Regions from separate parts of the Mus musculus genome. Here region 2 is linked to region 1. Evidence: chromatin contacts called from public HiChIP or PLAC-seq data. All regions are on one chromosome and are shown on one strand. The core of a region is the stretch at or near the end of the contact, and the rest is flanking DNA. Distances in the headings are between cores, read along the strand shown. Region 1 has its middle 39 kb from the start of Mir98. Region 2 holds the start of Kdm5c (lysine (K)-specific demethylase 5C).

Evidence for each region. HiChIP or PLAC-seq counts read pairs in DNA pulled down with a chosen protein or histone mark.
Region 2: a contact with region 1 is called in a FOXA1 HiChIP or PLAC-seq map of pancreatic cancer cells. The contact joins the promoter of Kdm5c here to the enhancer-like site in region 1. A contact is called at or near these places in 7 of 39 promoter capture datasets (the 3T3-L1 cell line, the HPC-7 cell line, hippocampal neurons and 2 more), 1 of 115 datasets of contacts at active chromatin or transcription factors (pancreatic cancer cells) and 1 of 9 other capture datasets (adipose tissue).

The regions. Positions count from the first base shown.
Region 1 is chrX:151,950,346-151,953,844 of GRCm38.p6, forward strand. No RefSeq gene overlaps it. Among named protein-coding and RNA genes, the nearest start is that of Mir98, 39 kb to the left of the region's middle. Within about 2 kb of position 1,601, at least 49 of the 459 cell types and tissues checked have an H3K27ac peak or open chromatin away from gene starts, as enhancers often do. A contact at or near this core is called in the HPC-7 cell line and pancreatic cancer cells, where this site is marked.
Region 2 is chrX:152,231,479-152,234,977 of GRCm38.p6, forward strand. Kdm5c (lysine (K)-specific demethylase 5C) reads left to right here and starts at 1,749. Exons shown (of 26, transcript NM_013668.4): 1 at 1,749-2,232. The coding sequence starts at 2,083.

The DNA.
Region 1 (3,499 bases), core at 351-2,850:
AGTCCTAGCTGCCATTATCTTCTAAACTCAGAGGGAACCACCAGTTCCTCTTGACTATTACTCAGAAATCTCCTAAGGAACAGGAGAGAGACAGAGACAGAGAGAGAATATTATCCATTACCTATATTATCATATTAGATTGGCAGCTGGCATGAACTAAATATATAGCCATAGTGTCAATCTCAGATTAGAAAAATCTCACTAGTTACTCAGTCGAGGAAACTGGAAGCCTTAAAACAGGTCAGACCAATAACACAGTTGAATCTTAAAGCTGCAGGCTTGCAAGATCACTGGAGGGTCACTGCTGCCAACTCCCCAATCCAAGGTTGAATGATTTGAGCCTGAGATCTATGGGAGGTGGTGGCAGCAACGATAAGATGTGTCCACTCAAGCAAGGTCAAGTTATGCATGCTTCCCCTTGCACTTTTCCTAAGTGTGTTGTTGTTATTAGTTACATTTAATCTTTGATAATATCTGAAATGTATACAATGCATTCTGATTACTCTCACCCTCCACTCTCTTCTCCATCCTATCCTTGTCAACCCTCCTCCTCACCACAATTCCCTTTCCTACATCCATGTCTCTCTTTTTCTCTTTTAATGTTTTGTGTATAACCACGGCCATCTGTGTGACCATGGGTGTGGAGCCTGGTGGGCTCATCAGTAAGTACACAACTGAAGACAATCACCCCACCCCCTGCAAGAGTCTGTCGGCTATGAGACAGGGTCTTATTATATGTACCATTTGACCTCAGGTCTCACTCTATAAACAAGCTGACCTCAAGCTTACAGTGATCCTCCTGCTTCCACCTCCCTAGTGCTAGGAGGGTTAAAGGTGTGTGCCACTGTGCCTACCCCCTCACTTTTGTTTGGATGGCACCACCCGCATTCAGGGCAGGTTTTCCTGACTCCGTTTCACTGACCCACATGCCAATGACTCAGCAAACAGCCAGAAGTATACTTTACCAATTTTCAAGGTGCCTCTCACTGCAGTGAGGTTGACATCCAGGATTAATCACCATGCCCTCTCTGCACCACTTCTGGAAACCCTCCAAACCATCATGATTCATTCTCCCCAGGAGCACAATATCACACTTCCTGTGGCCTCAGATCTGGAAACTTTTGTTTCACATATACTATCTGGGTTTTTTTTTTTTTTTTTTTTTTTTTTTTTTTGTTCAAGACAATAGAGTAATCTACTCCTTGTTACTTCCTCACGCAAAGAAACAAAATTTCTTCTTCTAATCTGCATTGTGAGATTTTGGCTTCTAGAACACAATGTTCACTCATTCATATAAACCATCTATATTCACAACATCTCTGAAAGTTGGGGGGGGGTCACTTTGCTGTCCTAATTGGAACATAGATGCTCTTTGTTTTTTGTTCTTTGTTTTTGACAATACTGCAGCTTTCTCAAACCATTGCTGTTCTTTTTCTCCCACCAGTAATTCTAAAATGATGAGACCTTCTGGTACTTCATGTATGATGCCCCCAACCACACATACCAGAACATGCTCCCTCCCTCCTAGGGAAATCCCACTGCTCTGCATGCAGTGCCCACAGAGTCATAAAAGGGTGGAAGCCAGAAAAGGGCTTTGGACTTAGTCTTGTGAGGTCACTGTGTGGGCATTGGTGATTGAAGTCAGGTCCTCTGGAAGAGAACTCTTAATTGCTGTGCTATCTCTCTAATGCCAGACAAGACCTCTTTTTTTAAAAAAATATTTTTTTCCATTTTTTATTAGGTATTTAGCTCATTTACATTTCCAATGCTATCCCAAAAGTCCCCCATACCCACCCACCCCCACTCCCCTACCCGCCCACTCCCCCTTTTTGGCCCTGGCGTTCCCCTGTTCTGGGGCATATTAAGTTTGCGTGTCCAATGGGCCTCTCTTTCCAGTGATGGCCGACTAGGCCATCTTTTGATACATATGCAGCTAGAGTCAAGAGCTCCGGGGTACTGGTTAGTTCATAATGTTGATCCACCTATAGGGTTGCAGATCCCTTTAGCTCCTTGGGTACTTTCTCTAGTTCCTCCATTGGGAGCCCTGTGATCCATCCATTAGCTGACTGTGAGCATCCACTTCTGTGTTTGCTAGGCCCCGGCATAGTCTCACAAGAGACAGCTACATCTGGGTCTTTTCGATAAAATCTTGCTAGTGTATGCAATGGTGTCAGCGTTTGGATGCTGATTATGGGGTGGATCCCTGGATATGGCAGTCTCTACATGGTCCATCCTTTCATCTCAGCTCCAAACTTTGTCTCTGTAACTCCTTCCAAGGGTGTTTTGTTCCCACTTCTAAGGAGGGGCATAGTGTCCACACTTCAGTCTTCATTTTTCTTGAGTTTCATGTGTTTAGGAAATTGTATCTTATATCTTGCGTATCCTAGGTTTTGGGCTAATATCCACTTATCAGTGAGTACATATTGTGTGAGTTCCATTGTGAATGTGTTACCTCACTCAGGATGATGCCCTCCAGGTCCATCCATTTGGCTAGGAATTTCATAAATTCATTCTTTTTAATAGCTGAGTAGTACTCCATTGTGTAGATGTACCACATTTTCTGTATCCATTCCTCTGTTGAGGGGCATCTGGGTTCTTTCCAGCTTCTGGCTATTATAAATAAGGCTGCTATGAACATAGTGGAGCATGTGTCCTTCTTACCAGTTGGGGCATCTTCTGGATATATGCCCAGGAGAGGTATTGCTGGATCCTCCGGTAGTACTATGTCCAATTTTCTGAGGAACCGCCAGACTGATTTCCTGAGTGGTTGTACAAGCCTGCAATCCCACCAACAATGGAGGAGTGTTCCTCTTTCTCCACATCCTCGCCAGCATCTGCTGTCACCTGAATTTTTGATCTTGGCCATTCTGACTGGTGTGAGGTGGAATCTCAGGGTTGTTTTGATTTGCATTTCCCTGATGATTAAGGATGTTGAACATTTTTTCAGGTGCTTCTCTGCCATTCGGTATTCCTCAGGTGAGAATTCTTTGTTTAGCTCGGAGCCCCATCTTTTAATGGGGTTATTTGATTTTCTGGAGTCCACCCTCTTGAGTTCTTTATATATGTTGGATATTAGTCCCATATCTGATTTAGGATAGGTAAAGATCCTTTCCCAATCTGTTGGTGGTCTTTTTGTCTTATTGACGGTGTCTTTTGCCTTGCAGAAACTTTGGAGTTTCATTAGGTCCCATTTGTCAATTCTCGATCTTACAGCACAAGCCATTGCTGTTCTGTTCAGGAATTTTCCCCTGTGCCCATATCTTCAAGGCTTTTCCCCACTTTCTCCTCTATAAGTTTCAGTGTCTCTGGTTTTATGTGAAGTTCTTTGATCCATTTAGATTTGACCTTAGTACAAGGAGATAAGTATGGATCGATTCGCATTCTTCTACATGATAACAACCAGTTGTGCCAGCACCAATTGTTGAAAATGATGTCTTTCTTCCACTGGATGGTTTTAGCTCCCTTGTCGAAGATCAAGTGACCATAGGTGTGTGGGTTC
Region 2 (3,499 bases), core at 499-2,998, 280 kb after region 1:
TCGTATACATAAAATAAATAAATACAAAAATAAATAAATTAGCAATGAAAATAATTTTTTAAAAAAGAGACGCAGATATTATTATCTCTAATCTTCCTAAGTAATGAAAGGATTACTTAACTTCATTTTATGAACAAGAAAACCAAGGGTCAGGGACGTGAGGTACTTGGCAGGGCCCAGTGAGTAAATAATCTGTTCCAGGAAGGCATGCTTTTGTATTTTCACATGCTCACAAAAGTTCCTGTTGCATAGTATGACTTTCACAAATACAAATCAATGCATTTTATATCACTGGCTTAAAAGACTGCTCGGTTTCCTTTTGCCCTGTGGTATGTCTGGGCTAAGGACATTAGAGGAGACTGGAGGAAGAATGGGTGGTGCTGAGACCAAAAGCCTGGTGTTCTTTACTCTTTACAGAGATGTTCCTCAGGTAGAAAAGCAAAATGTCTTCAGGTGAGGAACAGCAAACTTACTAACCTTAATTTTAATGCCTTTTCTCCTGTCCAGTTCCATTACTTTACATTATTATTACTATTATTACTATTGAGTTTTTGAGATGGGGAGTAGCCCTATCCTGGCTATCCTGGAAGTAGTTCTGTAGACCAGGATGACATTGAACTCAGAGATTCATCTACCTCTGCCTCCTGAGTACTGGAATTAAAGATGTATGCCACCATGCCTGCCCTTTTTTTTTTTTTTTTTGGAGACAAGAACTCACTGTACAACCTGCCTCTGCCTCCCAAGTGCTGGGATTAATGGCATGTGCCACCTACTGCCCGGCCATTAGTAATAATAATATTACTACTAGTACTACTACTACTACTACTTTGTGAGGCAGGATCTTGCTATGTAGCTCAGGCTGGTCTCAAACTCAAAATCCCCCCCTTTTTAGCCTCTATGTACTGCATATACATGGAATAAACAAAAATGTAAACATCCAGGCCTTTTGGTTTTTTTGTAGCAGTAGTTGCTACAAAAATGGATACACACATATTATACAAAGTGTTTATATAGTTACAATGTATACCAAACAGTCGAAAGCATTCTTTAAAATGCTGATGGCCAATGATACTGGGGAGAATAATGCATTTTTACTCTACGTGGGACTGAAGCTTCTAAAACTCCACATTCTCTAGGGAGTGAGGAGTTTCCTTCTTTCATTTAAAAACAAAAACCTCAGAGGTGTAAGTCTGGTAAATCTTCAATTCACTCAGCAGTAGACACGCGGAATGGGAGGGGGAGGGGGAGGAAGGGGGCGGAGGTTCCTCGAAATCACCGCCTTCCGTGGTTCTCACTGAAAGGACCTGAGAGAAGCAGCAAAGGACATTGGGGAGGAGACAACCGGCTTGGGATCTAGGGTGTGTGCGTGCGCGTGCGCGAGCGTGTGCGAGCGCGCATGGGCGCGTACTAGTTTAGGCTCACTACTTATGGACACTAGCTCCTCTTCCGGTTTGTCTAGAGACTGCGCATGCGCATCACTGGCCTTTAAACGTGCATCGCCGGTCCATCCGGTAAAAGGATCCGGCCATCGATTTACAATTTTGTTCTTCCGCCAATGAAATGAACTATTTTCTCTTAGCCTGAGAAATGTTTTTAACTAACCACCTCCAAATAAGGGACATATACAACCCGATTTCTTTCGGTCATCACATGATGAAGGCTTCCTAGGTTTTTTTCTGACTCAAAGTAAACGGAACTCGGAGAGACACCTTGCGGAGGGATCTGGTTTGTTGTGGTGAGGTACAGAGGTGGGGGGGAGGAGACGCTGACAAACCAAGATGGCGGTGGCAGCGGTGAAACCTGCCGCGACTGGGACTTAACTGTAGTAGTGAAGGCTTCAGTAGTTGGGAGGCAGCGGTAAGGTGTGGAAGAAACGGAACAGGACTAAGAACCTGTAAAAGGAACCTCAGCCTGAGACTTTTAGAGCACGGCACCCGCCCCCCTAAGCCCTTGACGGGCGGTGGCCGTCCTGCTTAGGGCCTAGACTCCGAGAAGTACCTCGGTTTCAGACAGCGGCGGCGCCATGCGTCCTTAAGGGCGACCTGAGCCCTCCCGATCTCTGGCCCAGCCCTCGGGCCCACCATGGAGCTGGGGTCCGACGATTTCCTACCGCCGCCGGAGTGTCCGGTGTTCGAGCCTAGCTGGGCCGAGTTCCGAGACCCTCTTGGCTACATCGCGAAAATCAGACCCATCGCCGAGAAGTCCGGCATTTGCAAGATCCGCCCACCCGCGGTAAGGCTGGGAGCTGATGGTCGCCAGCGGCGAGTTTGTGGGTGGATCCGGGTAGCCAGTGGTGAAGTCCCGGGCGGAGGGCAGCAGGTGTGGGAAGAATATGGGATGGCTGGTATTTTGTGGATGCCTCACGAAGCGGAAAAAGGGTGCTGGGGTCAGGGCTCCTCGTTTTGTGGCATACAAGTGACCTGGGGTCTGAGACCCACTCCCACTCTGCTCTTGAGAATTTCCCTTGATTCAATACACAGATGCTTAATGGGCTGGGGAGAGTTCGCAGGGAGGCACAGAGACTCCCATCTTTTACTTTGTATCACCCTGGTCGAGGCAGTTACAAAGTAACGACTACTGTCATTATTCCCTTTAAGGCAAGCTGTGTGGTGTAGTGGAAAGATCACGTCTCAAAAGGGAGTCAGACGTGAGTTTAAAACTACTTAGAAGGTTAGCAGCTGTATGACCTTGGGCATGTAAAGTAATCCCTGAGCCTGTGAATTGTGTGCTGGGAATAATTAGATTAAACCAGGTAACATAGTGCACTCTGGTAAGTGGTAATTACTGTGACTGTGAAGGTGCTTGATGTGGTCATTGGTTTGCTTCTGTGTGTGTTGACTCATGTTTACTCACGCTGTCAGGCCAATTCATCTCTGATAATATCCTAGCCTGGTGGCCAGTCAGGAAATCATTCTCACAGGGAGTGCTCTTTCTGGCTCCTGCGTTTTCTAGTTGAAGGTAATGTCAGAACCTTCTTGCACATGGTCCCCACAGCCTTCCTATGGAGAAGTTTAGACCAGTTAGCTTGGTATGGCCTTCTCAGAAGATCTGGATTCTACCTCAGGCTCAGAATGTAGATGATCCTATAAGATAAGGTTTTCTTGGGTCCCCAGGAACAATAGTGGAGATATGGAAATCTTCCTTTGCTTCCCAAATGTTCAGCAAAAAGGACCATATTGTTGCTTCTAGTCCTGACTAGCCCAGGGGAAGTTTTCCAAAGGCTAGGACAGGCTGCTGCCTTGCTGACACACTGGAGGAAACAATGGTGAACAGTGTTTAGTAACCACTTGAGATTCCTGGGCTGGTTTGAATTTATCCGCAACAATGTATCTTCGAGGAGGTGCTTCTGGATGTGGAAGCCTTATTCCCACTTGACAAGAGCATCTTAGGTCTTCTTATCCAATTCAGTGCTTTTGTTGCCCTTTCATAGGCTGGTTTTAGATGGATCCTCCGGGCCCTAGAGTCTAGAGTCCTTGTTGGTCACAGGTGTCTGAAGATG